3 separate regions of the Mus musculus genome follow, and regions 1 and 3 are each linked to region 2. The links are chromatin contacts, called in public ChIA-PET and HiChIP or PLAC-seq maps. All regions are on one chromosome and are shown on one strand. The core of a region is the stretch at or near the end of the contact, and the rest is flanking DNA. Distances in the headings are between cores, read along the strand shown. Region 1 has its middle 26 kb from the start of BC049987. Region 2 holds the start of Hyou1 (hypoxia up-regulated 1). Region 3 holds the start of Arcn1 (archain 1).

Evidence for each region. ChIA-PET counts read pairs in DNA pulled down with a chosen protein or histone mark. HiChIP or PLAC-seq counts read pairs in DNA pulled down with a chosen protein or histone mark.
Region 1: a contact with region 2 is called in an H3K4me3 HiChIP or PLAC-seq map of bone marrow-derived macrophages, with 2.9 times the contacts expected there. The contact joins the enhancer-like site here to the promoter of Hyou1 in region 2. A contact is called at or near these places in 9 of 39 promoter capture datasets (the 3T3-L1 cell line, 3T3-L1-derived adipocytes, the HPC-7 cell line and 5 more), 2 of 484 Hi-C or Micro-C datasets (differentiating embryonic stem cells and embryonic stem cells), 2 of 115 datasets of contacts at active chromatin or transcription factors (bone marrow-derived macrophages and effector CD8 T cells) and 3 of 9 other capture datasets (adipose tissue, liver and pancreatic islet).
Region 3: a contact with region 2 is called in an RNA polymerase II ChIA-PET map of memory CD8 T cells, with 72 read pairs. The contact joins the promoter of Arcn1 here to the promoter of Hyou1 in region 2. A contact is called at or near these places in 1 of 39 promoter capture datasets (pre-B cells), 3 of 115 datasets of contacts at active chromatin or transcription factors (bone marrow-derived macrophages, effector CD8 T cells and memory CD8 T cells) and 2 of 9 other capture datasets (adipose tissue and liver).

The regions. Positions count from the first base shown.
Region 1 is chr9:44,644,113-44,648,344 of GRCm38.p6, reverse strand. No RefSeq gene overlaps it. Among named protein-coding and RNA genes, the nearest start is that of BC049987, 26 kb to the left of the region's middle. Within about 2 kb of position 1,749, at least 107 of the 459 cell types and tissues checked have an H3K27ac peak or open chromatin away from gene starts, as enhancers often do. A contact at or near this core is called in bone marrow-derived macrophages, differentiating embryonic stem cells, effector CD8 T cells and 1 more, where this site is marked.
Region 2 is chr9:44,376,956-44,381,262 of GRCm38.p6, reverse strand. Hyou1 (hypoxia up-regulated 1) reads right to left here and starts at 1,773. Exons shown (of 26, transcript NM_021395.4): 1 at 1,668-1,773; 2 at 653-750; 3 at 354-447; 4 at 131-209; 5 at 1-9. The coding sequence starts at 743.
Region 3 is chr9:44,765,250-44,769,201 of GRCm38.p6, reverse strand. It overlaps Arcn1 (archain 1), which reads left to right and starts at 1,394. Exons shown (of 10, transcript NM_145985.4): 1 at 1,394-1,532. The coding sequence starts at 1,530.

The DNA of each region.
Region 1 (4,232 bases), core at 500-2,999, 270 kb before region 2:
AGTCAGTGCTCTTAACCACTGAGCCATCTCTCCAGCCTTTTTTGTTTGTTTGTTTGTTTTGTTTAAGTCTTTTTTTTTTTTTTTGGTCTTTTTTTGGTTTTTCAAGACAGGGTTTCTCTGTGTAGCCCAGGCTGTCCTGGAACTCACTTTGTAGACCAGGCTGGCCTCGAACTCAAAAATCCGCCTGCCTCTGCCTCCCAAGTGCTGGGATTAAAGGCGTTTTGTTTAAGTCTTATTTTTAAGTGTGTCTGTGTGTGGATGAGCCCGTGTGGGTCAGAGGCACTGGGCTCCCTGAAGCTGGGCTTACAGGCTGTTGTGAGGGCCTGACATGAGTGCTGGGAACTCAGGTCCTCAGAAGAGCAGTACAGACTCTCTAGAGCCATGGTTTTGCTTTTTTTTTTTTTTTTCTGGGATAAGTTCTCATAGCGCAAGCCGGTGAAGAACTAAGTGTCCCAGGTTGGCTCCAACTCACGGCCATCCTCCTGCTTTAGTCTCTTGTGCTGCACAGTCTCTTTAACCCACTAATGTCCTAGGCTCCTGTCAAATGAGATGAACACACTTCCTCCCTATTTAAGTCACTGTTTCTCAGATTTCTGTCCTGTCTGCGGCTGAGTGGCATCTTTAATGGCACCCTCTGCAGAGTGGTCCTTGTTGATCTCTAAGTTTGGGGTCAGCCTGGTCTATAGAGTAAGTTCTAGGACAAGTGAGGACTACACAGAGAAACCCTGTCTTGAAAAACAACAAACAAACAAACAAGCATAAAACAAATAAACAAAAACAAAAGAAAAAACCACAACCCCCTCCCCCCAAGCCCCACTTCCCATTAGGACCCATATGTCCATAACATTTCCAGCCAGGTGACAAGGTCTTGTCCTCTGTCTCTTTCTGTGCATGTAGGAGTGCGTGTATCAGAAGCCAGAAGTCAGCGTGAAAACTCTTTCTCAATTGCTCTCCATTTTGGTGTCTGAGGAAGGTATTCCTACAGATCCCAGAGCTCACCGACTTGACTACACTGGCGGACTAGAAATTCCCAGGGATGCTCCTGCCTCTGCCTCCTCGGCACTGCCACCACCGGCGGGGTGCTGGAGATCCAAACTTAGGTCCTGCAGCTTGTGAGGCAGGCACTCTGGGGTCTGTGCCATCACCGCAGCCCCATTTGGAGCTGTTCCGTATTCATGCCTGCCTCATCTGTGGCCAGCTGAGGCTACAGGAAGAGTTAAAAGTGCTCAGCCCTAAAAACATACAGACAAGTAGCATTCTACAAGCTGAACAGGTTGTATTTATGTATCTAAGTACACACACACACACACACACACACACACAGAGAGAGAGAGAGAGCAATAATTTATGCAAAAGAGAGGCAATGAGCCGGGCTTGGTGGAGCACGCCTTTAATCCCAGCACTCGGGAGGCAGAGGCAGGTGGATTTCTGAGTTCGAGGCCAGCCTGGTCTACAAAGAGAGTTCCAGGACAGCCAGGGCTATACAGAGAAACCTTGTCTCAAAAAACCAAACCAGAGAGAGAGGGAGAGAGAGAGAGAGAAAGAGAGAGAGAGAGAGAGAGAAGCAATGAATTTGAAATAAAGAAAGAAGGGGTGTGTATGGGAAGGCTTGGAGGGATGAAAGGAAGAAACGACACAGTGATATTATAGTCTCAAAAAATAAAAGAAATACTTTTTAAAGGCTGTGTTGTCTACATAGGCATGCCAGCAGCTGCTCCCCTGCTGGTGTAGAACAGCTACCTTCCTCACTCTTGCCTGTCAGGTGTGCCCCTGTCTCAGCCGCCTGCACTTCAAGGCCTTCTCAGGCAAGGAGCTCCTGGTTCTCTGGATGTTTGGTGATGCCACAATGACATGACTTCTTTGTCCCAGTCCTGGGGTGCTGAGGTGGTCAAGGTCATGACCCGTGACAAGATATCTATGGACAGCAAACTGTTAAACTGCCCCACGTGTCCTGCTCTGCCGTGCCCCGCTATATGTAGCCAACTAGAATGCCATTTGAAAACTAAAATCTCCCATCAGGCTGGGCGGTTTGGCCCCATTCGGCAGGAGGGGAAAGGGCCAGTGTGGCTGCAGGCTGGCCCTAAACATCAGCTTCCAGCCCGCGGAGCTGCAGGCTTCCGGTGCTGGGCGGGGCCAGAGCCGTGGGACCGCAGGCCTCGGTGGTGTGACTGATCCTCTGAACACTAATAGGAAGCCACACACCGTTCATTCTCCTAGAATAGCTACGCACCTGCAGATAAGCAGTTTCTGTTGTGGTGAGAAACAGCACAAGAGAGAGATGTAAAGGTAGGCCAGGGCCCAGCCGGTCCCGACCGTGACAATTCTTTTTTGTGGTGAAGTTTTTGTGGTCCTCACACCTCCTACTCACTTTCAATCAGTGCCACCTGCAAGCCATCGGCCACTCTGGCCACACAGACACCTATGCCGAGGGCCAGCCAAGCCTGTCCCCAGACCACTCAACTGAGATTGCTGAGGCCACTCTCACTGAGAGCCTAAGAGATAGGCCCTGGTTTGGCCTCATTTGGTCTCCATAAGTCCATTGCAGTCACTACGGTTTGTTGGGGTCTTAGTTTCCTCTTTTGCAAAGCAGGACTAATGGTAGCTCTCTTCAGAAGCTATTGTGAGACAGAAGGACTGCATGTGGCCAGCTGAGGGCGGTGCCTGTCCTGTTTATGGGTGGAGATGCTCCAGCTGGCCTCCTGCCCTATTGTGCAGCCTGTCCCTGTCGCGTGGCTGAGGAATACTCCACTGAAGCTTGAGAGAAAGTTTGACTAAGACGTGATCTATGTGCTGGCTAGTTTTATGTCAACTTGTTTCAAGCTGGGGTCATCAGGGAGGAGGGAGCCTCAGCTGAGACAATGACTCCATAAGATTGGGCTTAGATGACAATGTAGGGCATTGTCTTAATTAGTGATTAATGGGGGAGGGCCTAGCCCATTCTGGTTGGTTCCTGGTTCTATAAGAAAGCAGGCTGAGCAAGCCAGGAGGAGCAAGCCAGTAAGCAGCACCACTCCATCGCCTCTGCATCAGTTTCTGCCTCCAGGATCCTGTCCTGCTTGAGTTCCTGTCCTGACTTCCTTTGGTGATAAATGGTGAGGTATAAGGGTAAGCTGAATAAACCCTCTTCTCGCCAGGTTGCTTTGGTCATGGTGTTTCATGGCAGCAATGGTAACCCTGGGGTCCATTGCTAAGGTCCCTCTAGGACAGTGGCTCTTAGTCTTCCGAATGCTGCAGCCTTTCTTTCATTACTACTATAATCTTACTACTGTCATGAAATGTGATACAAACATCTGTGTTTTCTGATGGCCCTAGGCAACCCTGTGAAAGGGTTATTTGACCCCCGAAGGGTCTCGACCTCTAGGTTGAGAACTGTTGCTCTAGGAGGGCTTCCTCAGCCACCTCAGCACAGCTGCTCCCTTTGGACTTTCCTGCTTATGTGACCCCAGCCTGTGGCCTGAGACAAAAGAGGAGGGCTCACCTGGGAAGTGTCTTCACAGCACAGGTCAGATAAGCAAAGGGCCGCCTCAAAGCACTGGAACAGGACCGTGTCCTACAGGGCCTTGTCCTGGTCTGTGTGGTGCACTGCCTCCTAGCTCAGCCACTCACACGAGAACAAGACAGCGTGCAGGGAAGATGAAGATGCCTAGGGCCACAGCTCAGCAAGGGAAAGAGAGAGACCCAGAAGAGAGGAGGAAGAGGAGAGCAAGGGGAGAGGGAGAAGGAGATGGAGAAGGAGTAGTAAAGAGGGAGACAAGAAAGAATAGGAGGGGAGCAAAAGAAGACAGAACAAACAGGAAAAGCAGAGTCAGAGTTGGTCAGATGCAGCACTCATCTTAGCACTGGGGAGGCAGAGGCAGGCAGATCTCTGAGTTCAAGGTCAGCCTGCCTTATATAGTGATTTCTAGGACAGCTCAGGCTACATAAAGAGACCTTGCCCCCGGCTGGAGAAATGGCTCCATGGCCAAGAGCTTTGGCTGCTCCTCCAGAGGACTTAGGTCCAATTACTAGCACCCACGTGGCAGTTCACAACTGTCTACAACTCTAGTTACAGGTGATCCAACACCCTCATAGAGACATACATGCAGGCAAAACACCAATGCACATGAAATTGAAAATAAATAAAAGAAATAATTTTTAAAAAGAGACCCTGACTCAACAATAAAATAAAAAACAAACAAGAAAAGAAAATCTTGGAGTCTTGGAGGTGGGATAAGCGAACGTAGACAGGTTAT
Region 2 (4,307 bases), core at 524-3,023:
CTTGATGGCCTGAAAGGAGGAGACCCAGCCAATTCTTAGGCCCAAACCTACCTTACCTTGCCTCTACTTCATCCAGCTAGATAAAAGGCTAGCCTCTGAGGGAACGAATCTGGCTAGGGCTGTTACTCACCATGCCGGCTGCACTATCACCTAAAAACCTTTCATTTTCTTTCAAGGTCACAGTCACTGGAGTTTTCCTCCGAGATTCCCTAAGAAAAAGCAGCATTAGCCCAGCTGCCTGCAGCAGACTATGAAGCCAGACGCCACCAGATCTCATACGGGGGCTCAGCCATCACAGTCTGAAGTGGGCACTATAAATTATAAACACACCCCTGACCCAGATCTACTCTTACTTGTTCAATACAATCTCCATGGGCACTCCAGGCTTGACAATGGCCACCTTCATGGATTCACTGCCCAGGTCTACAGACATCACAGCCAATGTGTCTGAAGGGAAGACAGAATGTAGGTTTCTCTGTCAGTTCTCTGCTTCCCACACCCTCCTGCCTTCCTAAGGCAAATCAATGGAAGCAGCCTGCTTTCCATGGCAAAGACAAAGAAAAAGGCTAGATCCAGCAACCCCAAACTCGAGTAGGCACCTTGTGCCCTCTTATCCTTCCATTCTTCTTTAACACCTTAGCCAGGTACATACCGCTCAGTGCCAACAGGTCTGCCAAGAGGACAGCCACCAAGGCCCAACAGAGTAGCCTCCTTGGCCTCTGCCTTCTTACTGTGGCTGCCATTGTGACCCTAATGGGAAAGGAAAAACACTTGTAACTGGATGCTGAATGAAGAAGGAAACAGAACCACATCCCAGAACAGACAAGCTCAAAGATTCTTATCTGTTGCACTTTGGCAAAAAAGCACAGCAGCTCGACCTCTTCTCTTCCTTCCTGAGGAGTTTCAATCATTTTAAACATCCTCCCAAGTGTCTCACATTCGGGCCGAAGCAAAAGGGCCCTCCACCACTTACTTAGACAAATAAGAGTTGACCTTTTTTCGGTCTACGTACAGGTAAGCAATCGGCACACCACAGCACTGTACCTGTCAGACACCTGGAGCTTGGCCAGGACCCTCGAAATCGGCTCAAATACCTCACACCTGGGGTTCCCGGGTGGCCGGGAAAGCCAGGTTGAGCTTGGGCAGGAACTGGAAGGTGATGACGTTGGGGATGGCTGGCACAGAAGGGTTTGTCCCCTTCTCTGAATTCCCTGAGCATTGTCCAGCCCACCCTCCTTGCCCATCCCACTCCTGGGCCACGCTGCCTACGCAGACGTTGTGCAGGCTAAGGTTACAAGCCGGGTGGATGTTCACCTAAACCTCACCTGACGAAGGTGGAAGATCCCACTCCCAGAAATGGATTCAGGCCCACCCTGAGCGCGAGGGGGCAGCTCAGCGCCTGAACTTCAGGACCGAAGGGACCGGTGTCCGTGCGGCCCTCGCTCCGGCTACCGGCCCGCCCCCGAAGCTAGCACGCTGCCTCCCCTAGGAGCCGCGGCCCGACGGCTGCTCCATCCTCACCCCCGCTCCCTCTGGCCTTCAGCTCCTGTGTCCTTCGCTCCGGGATCAAGGCGGCGAGGACGTACCCACACGGCCAGCAGCACGACCCCAACCCCGGGCCCTTCACAACTCCCCTTCGTTTGCAAACTGTTACAGTGGCCACCAACCTCTCAGCGGCGTCTCGCGCACCAGCCGGCCCCGGACGCGGCGCACGCTCATTGGCGCCCCTGCCGCTCGGCCCTGCGCCGCGCACTTAGCACCGCCCACGAGACCCGGCGCGAGACCCCATTGGTCCACGTAGAAGACCCGCCCCTCTGCGGCCCCGCCCCTCGAGGACGCAGCTGGGCCTGAGTACCGGTTGGGACGAAACTGCCAGAGCTGGCTGCGGATTGGGCCACGTCACGGTTCGCGGCCGGGTTACTCCTCGCGGGACTTCTGCCAGCATCGGTGCCGGACGCTTCGATGCGGAACCCTAGCGGAACCCCGCGTGGGAGCAGGTGCTCTCGTGGATTGCGAAGTCCTTGGCCTTCTTCCGGTTACCTGGGGCATCCGCGCGACGGAATCATACTGAGCTGCATTCGCTGCGGCGACGCGGAAGAGGCGCATGCGTGTGCCCTGGACTTGGGCAAGATAACAGGGGACCACTCCAACTTTATGGGTTCATTGAAAAACCTAAGCCACAAGAATGATGTTCGCTGATGGGCCGGAGATAAACCGTGTTTGTGACGGATTGGCTTTAACTCTGAACCCCAATAGTACGAGAGACGATATTGCAAACTAAAAAATAAGACTTTAATTGGCTTGACCTTTGGTACCGTCATTGTTTCTTCTTAGGAATGGTTCAGGGCTGGGAAAATAGCTCAGAGATACAGCTCTTGTCTGGCGTAGTTAAGGCTCTGGATTCCATCAACAACACCGTTCAAAAATTAAGAAAAGAAATGAGTATTCGGGCTGGTGAAATGGCTCAGTGGGTAAGAGCACTGACTGCTCTTCCAAAGGTACGGAGTTCAATTCCCAGCAATCACATGGTGGGTGGCTCACAACCACCCATAATGAGATATGATGCCCTCCCTCTTCTAGTGTGTCTAAAGACAGTGTACTTACATATAATAATAAATAAATCTTTTTTTAAAAAATGAGTATTCATGTGATGTAAAGATTAGGAACGGACTGGTGGTGGTGGCCTTAATCTTAGCACTTGGGAGGCAGAGGCAAGCAGATCTCTACCTGCTTGAGGCCATCCTGGTCTACGGAGCAAGTTCCACAACAAACAACCAAGGCTACCCAGAGAAACTCTGTCTCAAAAACGAAACCAACCAAACACACACACTGCTACCCAGAGAAAAGATTTATAAATAAAAGTAAGTCCCCTGACACAACCTCCCACTCTTATCTGTAGCATGATATGTAACTTCCTGCTCATTATGATACACATATCTCTTTCTAGAAAAGTAACATTTTTCGAACAATAACAAAAAAAGCAATTATTTGCTATTTTTCAACTAAGAATTTTCTGTGTCAGTGGGATTTCCCTCGTTACTACTGTACAACATTGTGTACAACAGTGCATAATGTGGGCTTTATCTGCCAGTGATAGATGTGTAAGTTGTCGATTCTGTTGAGTTTCGCTTTTTTCATTTTGTGTGTGCTGTACACACATATGGCATTTGTGTTTGTGTGTGTGTGCTGAGTCCAGAAAAGAACATTAGATGTCCTGCTCTATCAATTTCTGCCTTATTTATTTTTTTAGACAGGGTCTCTCATGAAACATGGAGCTAGGCTGGTGCCCACCAAGCCCCAGTGAGTTTCCCTACTCCAACCTCAACAGCACTGTGATTACAAGTGCATAGGGCCTTTTAAAATGCGAATATTTTCCTCTGAACTCAGGTACTCAGGCTTGTGCAGGACACCCAACATCTCTCTAGTGCACTCCCCTTTTCTCTCCCTCTCTCCCTCTCACTTCCCCTCCTCCTTTCCCCCCTCTCCTGTTCCTTTTTTAAAAATATTTTTTTATTCATTCATTCATTTATATGAGTACACTGTAGCTGCCTTCAGACACACCAGAAGAGGTCATCAGATGGTTGTGAGCCACCATGTGGTTGCTGGGAATTGAACTCAGGACCTCTGGAACGAGCAGTCAGGGCTCTTAACCACTGAGCCATCTCTCCAGCCCCTCCTGTTCCTTTAAGTCGTTAGTTGTTGTATTGTTTTTCTTTGGTGTTTCTCTGTGTAGCTCTGGCTGTCTTGGAATTTTCTCTGTAGACCAGGCTGGCCTTAAATTCAAAGATCTGCCTGCCTCTGCCTCTGGAATGCTGGGACTAAAGATGCATGTCACCATGTCCAGCTGTGTTTTTTTTTTTTTTTTAATTCTTTAAATTATTTATTTATTATATGTAAATACACTGTAGTTGTCTTCAGACACTCCAGAAGAGGGTACCAGATCTTGTTACAGATGGTTGTGAGCCACCATGTGGTTGCTGGGATTTGAACTCAGGACCTCTGGAAGAGCAGTCAGTGCTCTTAACTGCTGAGCCATCTCTCCAGCCCCTGTGTTTTGTTTTTTTAAACAAAAGCCTCACCACATAGTGGTAGTAGATACTGGAAAAGTCCTTGCTATAAGACTAGTTTAGGTATAGGCCATGATTTTGAGGCAATCTTCTTGCCTAAAATTCTTCCTCCTGGGTGCTGGGATAATAAGTATGTGCTACGATGTACAGTGAACAATTCTATTTTTTATTTTTTAATTGCAGGGGAAAAGATTGTTTTTCTCAACAATAACTCCACTTTTGTCTAAAGAGGCACTAGAT
Region 3 (3,952 bases), core at 145-2,644, 390 kb before region 2:
CCTTGAGTACTGAAAAGAATTTAAGCACAGGTCGCGCTGATTCCTCGTTTGTTTTTACTTCTGTTATACAGCCTCTAAGGCGCGCCTGACCAAGGACACTTGTGAACATACATTTTCTTTTCTTTCTTTTTTGAGGCAGGAGAAAACCAAATCTGCAAGAGCAATATAGGATTTTAACTGCTGAGCTATCTCTCAGGACCCTAAAACAAACAAACAAACAAACAAACAAAAAACCCCAGCCCTTTGAAGTATACAGTTCAGGACTGGAGAGGGGGTTCAGCAGTCAAGAGTATCCGTTGCTGTTTCAAAAAGCCCCAGTTCGATTCCCAGCACCCATATCAGGCAGCGCCTGCATTCGCAGGCACATGTCTGAACACACATAGGATTTAAAAATAAAATAATTACATATTGAAGATAAACCGTACAGTTCAGTGGCTTTCAGGATATCTGCCTCTGGGTAATTCCATGGCACTTACATTCCAAACATAATGCACTAGCCGCTATGTCCTAGTCTTCTGGAACTCCGATAAATCACTTATAAGCTTTCTAATTTCACAGATATCCCTGGTTTAGTCATTGCAAACAAATAGTGGCCTTTGCATCTGTTTCTTTACACCTGTTTTCAAGGCTAATCTATGTTGTATGTGTCAGTATTTTATTAGTGCTTTGCTTCTCAAGACAGGGTTTCTCTGTGTAGCTCTCTCTGGCTATCCCAGACTTGTTTTGTAGACCAGGCTGGCTTCAAATTTACAGAGATCGTCCTGCCCCTGGCTCCCGAGTACTGGGATTAAAGGCGTGTGCCCGGCTGGACAATTTTTGGTCTTCCTCCTCAGTTTCCTAATTTACCTGGAATTGATTACAGGTGAGGGGACACCATGCCGGCTTTATTACGGGAGTTCTAGACGTTATGTATTCAGGATACTAGTTCCTCATGGTCACAGATTATTTTATATATTCCATTGAGTGTTTTTACGAACTTTAAGAAGCAGCACCAAGGGCTGGTGAGATGGCTCAGTGGGTAAGAGCACCCGACTGCTCTTCCGAAGGTCCGGAGTTCAAATCCCAGCAACCACATGGTGGCTCACAACCATCCGTAACGAGATCTGACTCCCTCTTCTGGAGTGTCTGAAGACAGCTACAGTGTACTTACATATAATAATAAATAAATCTTTAAAAAAAAAAAAAAAAAAAAAAAAAAAAGAAGCAGCACCAAATAAACGCAGGCGAAGAGAAAGAAAGGACAGAGGAATGACGCTCCACAATTCTAGCCAAACCTGCAAATCCTGGGCTAACAGGGGTCTGAGTTTCCTGGCTTCGGAGCTTACTGGCCCCGCCCCCCGCCCTTTGACCCGCGCCGTTTCCGGTTGGAGACGTGGCTTGGGGCCGCCATCTTGGCAAGAGGCGAAGCGGCGGAGGCTCCTGTCAGGGGCGGCAGGTCCGGAGCGGCCAGAGCTCCGCGTCTCTGGGCAGCAGCCCGAGTCCCCGCAGAGCCAGAGCGCGGCGCAGCGCGCCCCACCTGCGGCCTCACCATGGTAAGCGCCGAGCCGGGTTCCCTCGCCACGTCCTCGCCGGCTGGGCCGGGACCGCAGGAGCCGCGCCCGGAGCCCTGCTGTCGGCCCAGGCTTGGCACGGCCTCCCGGAGTCCTAGAGCGAAAGCTGCCGCGCCCACCTAGCCTCCGCCGGCAGCGCCGCCACGTCCGCCCGCCCGCCACTCGGGCTGGTGGTTGTCGCGCGGGTCTTCCGTCCTCAGGTCCCGCCGGTTCCCTGCGAGCTCCGGAACCGCAGGGCTGGAGGCTGGGCCTGTCCGCCGCTTTTCGTCCTCTTGTCACCACGCCTCAAAGCTTTTCTTCTCCCTCCTCCACCTCTTAATTGAAAGGGGGAAGTAGAGGCAGTGCGGAAATGGTAACTTCGGGCGCCCGTTTGAGGGACCCCGGTGTCCCCGTAGCTACCCTGTGCTAGGGTAGCGCGTACGTGTCTTTGGCAGCGAGGCTGGTGCAGAGTGTATATAGAACGTAGAGAAACGGAGTGACAGCACAGGGTTTCTGTCTTTAAGGGACCGACCGTTTTGGTGGAGTGACAGGAGTGTGGCTTACTGTAATCACAGCTGTTATGTGGAATAGGAGAGGTGGGCTGTGCTTGGGGACTCTGATGCCAGCGGAGCTTATTTCTCTATGAACTCATCTGTTACCAAGATAGGAGAGGTTATTTGTAGGTGAGGGTAGGAGAAAGCAGAATTAACTCCACCAGATCCTCCTTAATCGACTGAAATCTGAATATTCGGGAATAAGAGGAGATCCTTAGATCTAGTAACTTTTGAAGAATTTTTAAAGGTGCTTTGAAAGCATACCTAAGTAACATGACTGACTCTCTTGGTACTTGTCCTATTAAGTTCTACTAACAACTCTTTTGATAAGAATTTGGTTAGAGGAGAAATTCATGTTTGGTCTTTAAACCACAGAAAGTTTCTTTTCCAGCCTCAGGTGTATAAAATTTACATCAAGTAGGCTTGCCTCCCAAAATTTGGTATTAGACATAAAATTTCCAAAACCTCATATACCGACCCTGAGCCCCAATTCCATGAGTTGATGTTGTTGTTGTTATTGTGTATGTTTTTTCTTTTATATTTTAAGATGTTTTTATTTTATGTATATGAAGTTGTGTGTCTGTGCAATACCTGAAGATGGTATTGGATTCCCTAGAACTATAGTTATGGACACTTATCAGCCTCCCTGTGGTACAGGGATTCTAACCTACGTCCTATGCAAGAACAAGAAGTACTCTTAACTGCTGAGCCATACCTCTAGCCTCCATTTTTTTTAGTTTTAGAGAAAAGGTTTCTCACTATGCTGACCTGGCTGTTCTGAAACTCATTCTATTGACCAGGCTTCCCATCACTAGAATTAAAGGTGTGCACCTACTCTTTTACGTTTTAGGGAGTGTTCATAGTTTATGTTAGAGTGTGTAATTTTAAAACTAACATTAGAACCTTATGGAAACAAAAGTCCAGATAACCTTTACCAAAATCTAGTTTGTTAAAATGTTCTTGGAACTTTTAATATTTTAAATTCGTTGATAATGGAGGAATATGTCAGACTTGGTGGTACATGTCTTTAATTCCAGCACTAGGGAGGCAGAGGCAGGCAGATATTTGAGTTTAAGGCCACCTTGGTCTACAGATTGAATTCCAAGACAGCCAGGGGTACACAGGGAAACCCTGTCTCAAAACAAAATGAAAGATTGTTGTGAAACAGTAAAGCTCTAGGTATTCCATGGTAATGTGTGTATACATATACATGTGTGCATATATGTGTAAACTTTTGTATGTGTGCATACAAATATTTTTGTTTGTCCTTTTGATGTGAATACATATTCATATAGCTGTGTCCTATATTTCCGAATACAATACGACACTTAGCATGATCCAGATACGTACAGACTCCTGTGTCATGGAGAGCAGTTATCTCAGCATATTCTACTCTGTCAAGTCAGAGGCCTGCTTGGTAGTACTTCTGTATGTTTTTGGGCCCTACTTAATTACAGAAAAATCACTGTACCATAGAGTTATATCAAGTGGGGTGAAATTTTGATCTTTAAGGTTGCATCAAAATTTCTCATAGTTTTTCCTCAACTTTTTTTTTTTTTTGGTTTTTCGAGACAGGGTTTCTCTGTATAGCCCTGGCTGTCCTGGAACTCACTTTGTAGACCAGGCTGTCCTCAAACTCAGAAATCTACCTGCCTCTGCCTCCCGAGTGCTGGGATTAATACAAGATTTCCCAACATTTAGAACATTTCACAGACCCCTATAGGGAACAGTCCTGTAACTACCAACTAGTTTCTCTTAAAATTTCATTATAATTATTTTATCACACACCTAAATCATTCATCCATTTCTTTCTATCTTTTAAAAACATATTTCAGAATAAGCTACAGGTCCATAAACATTGTTTTGAGA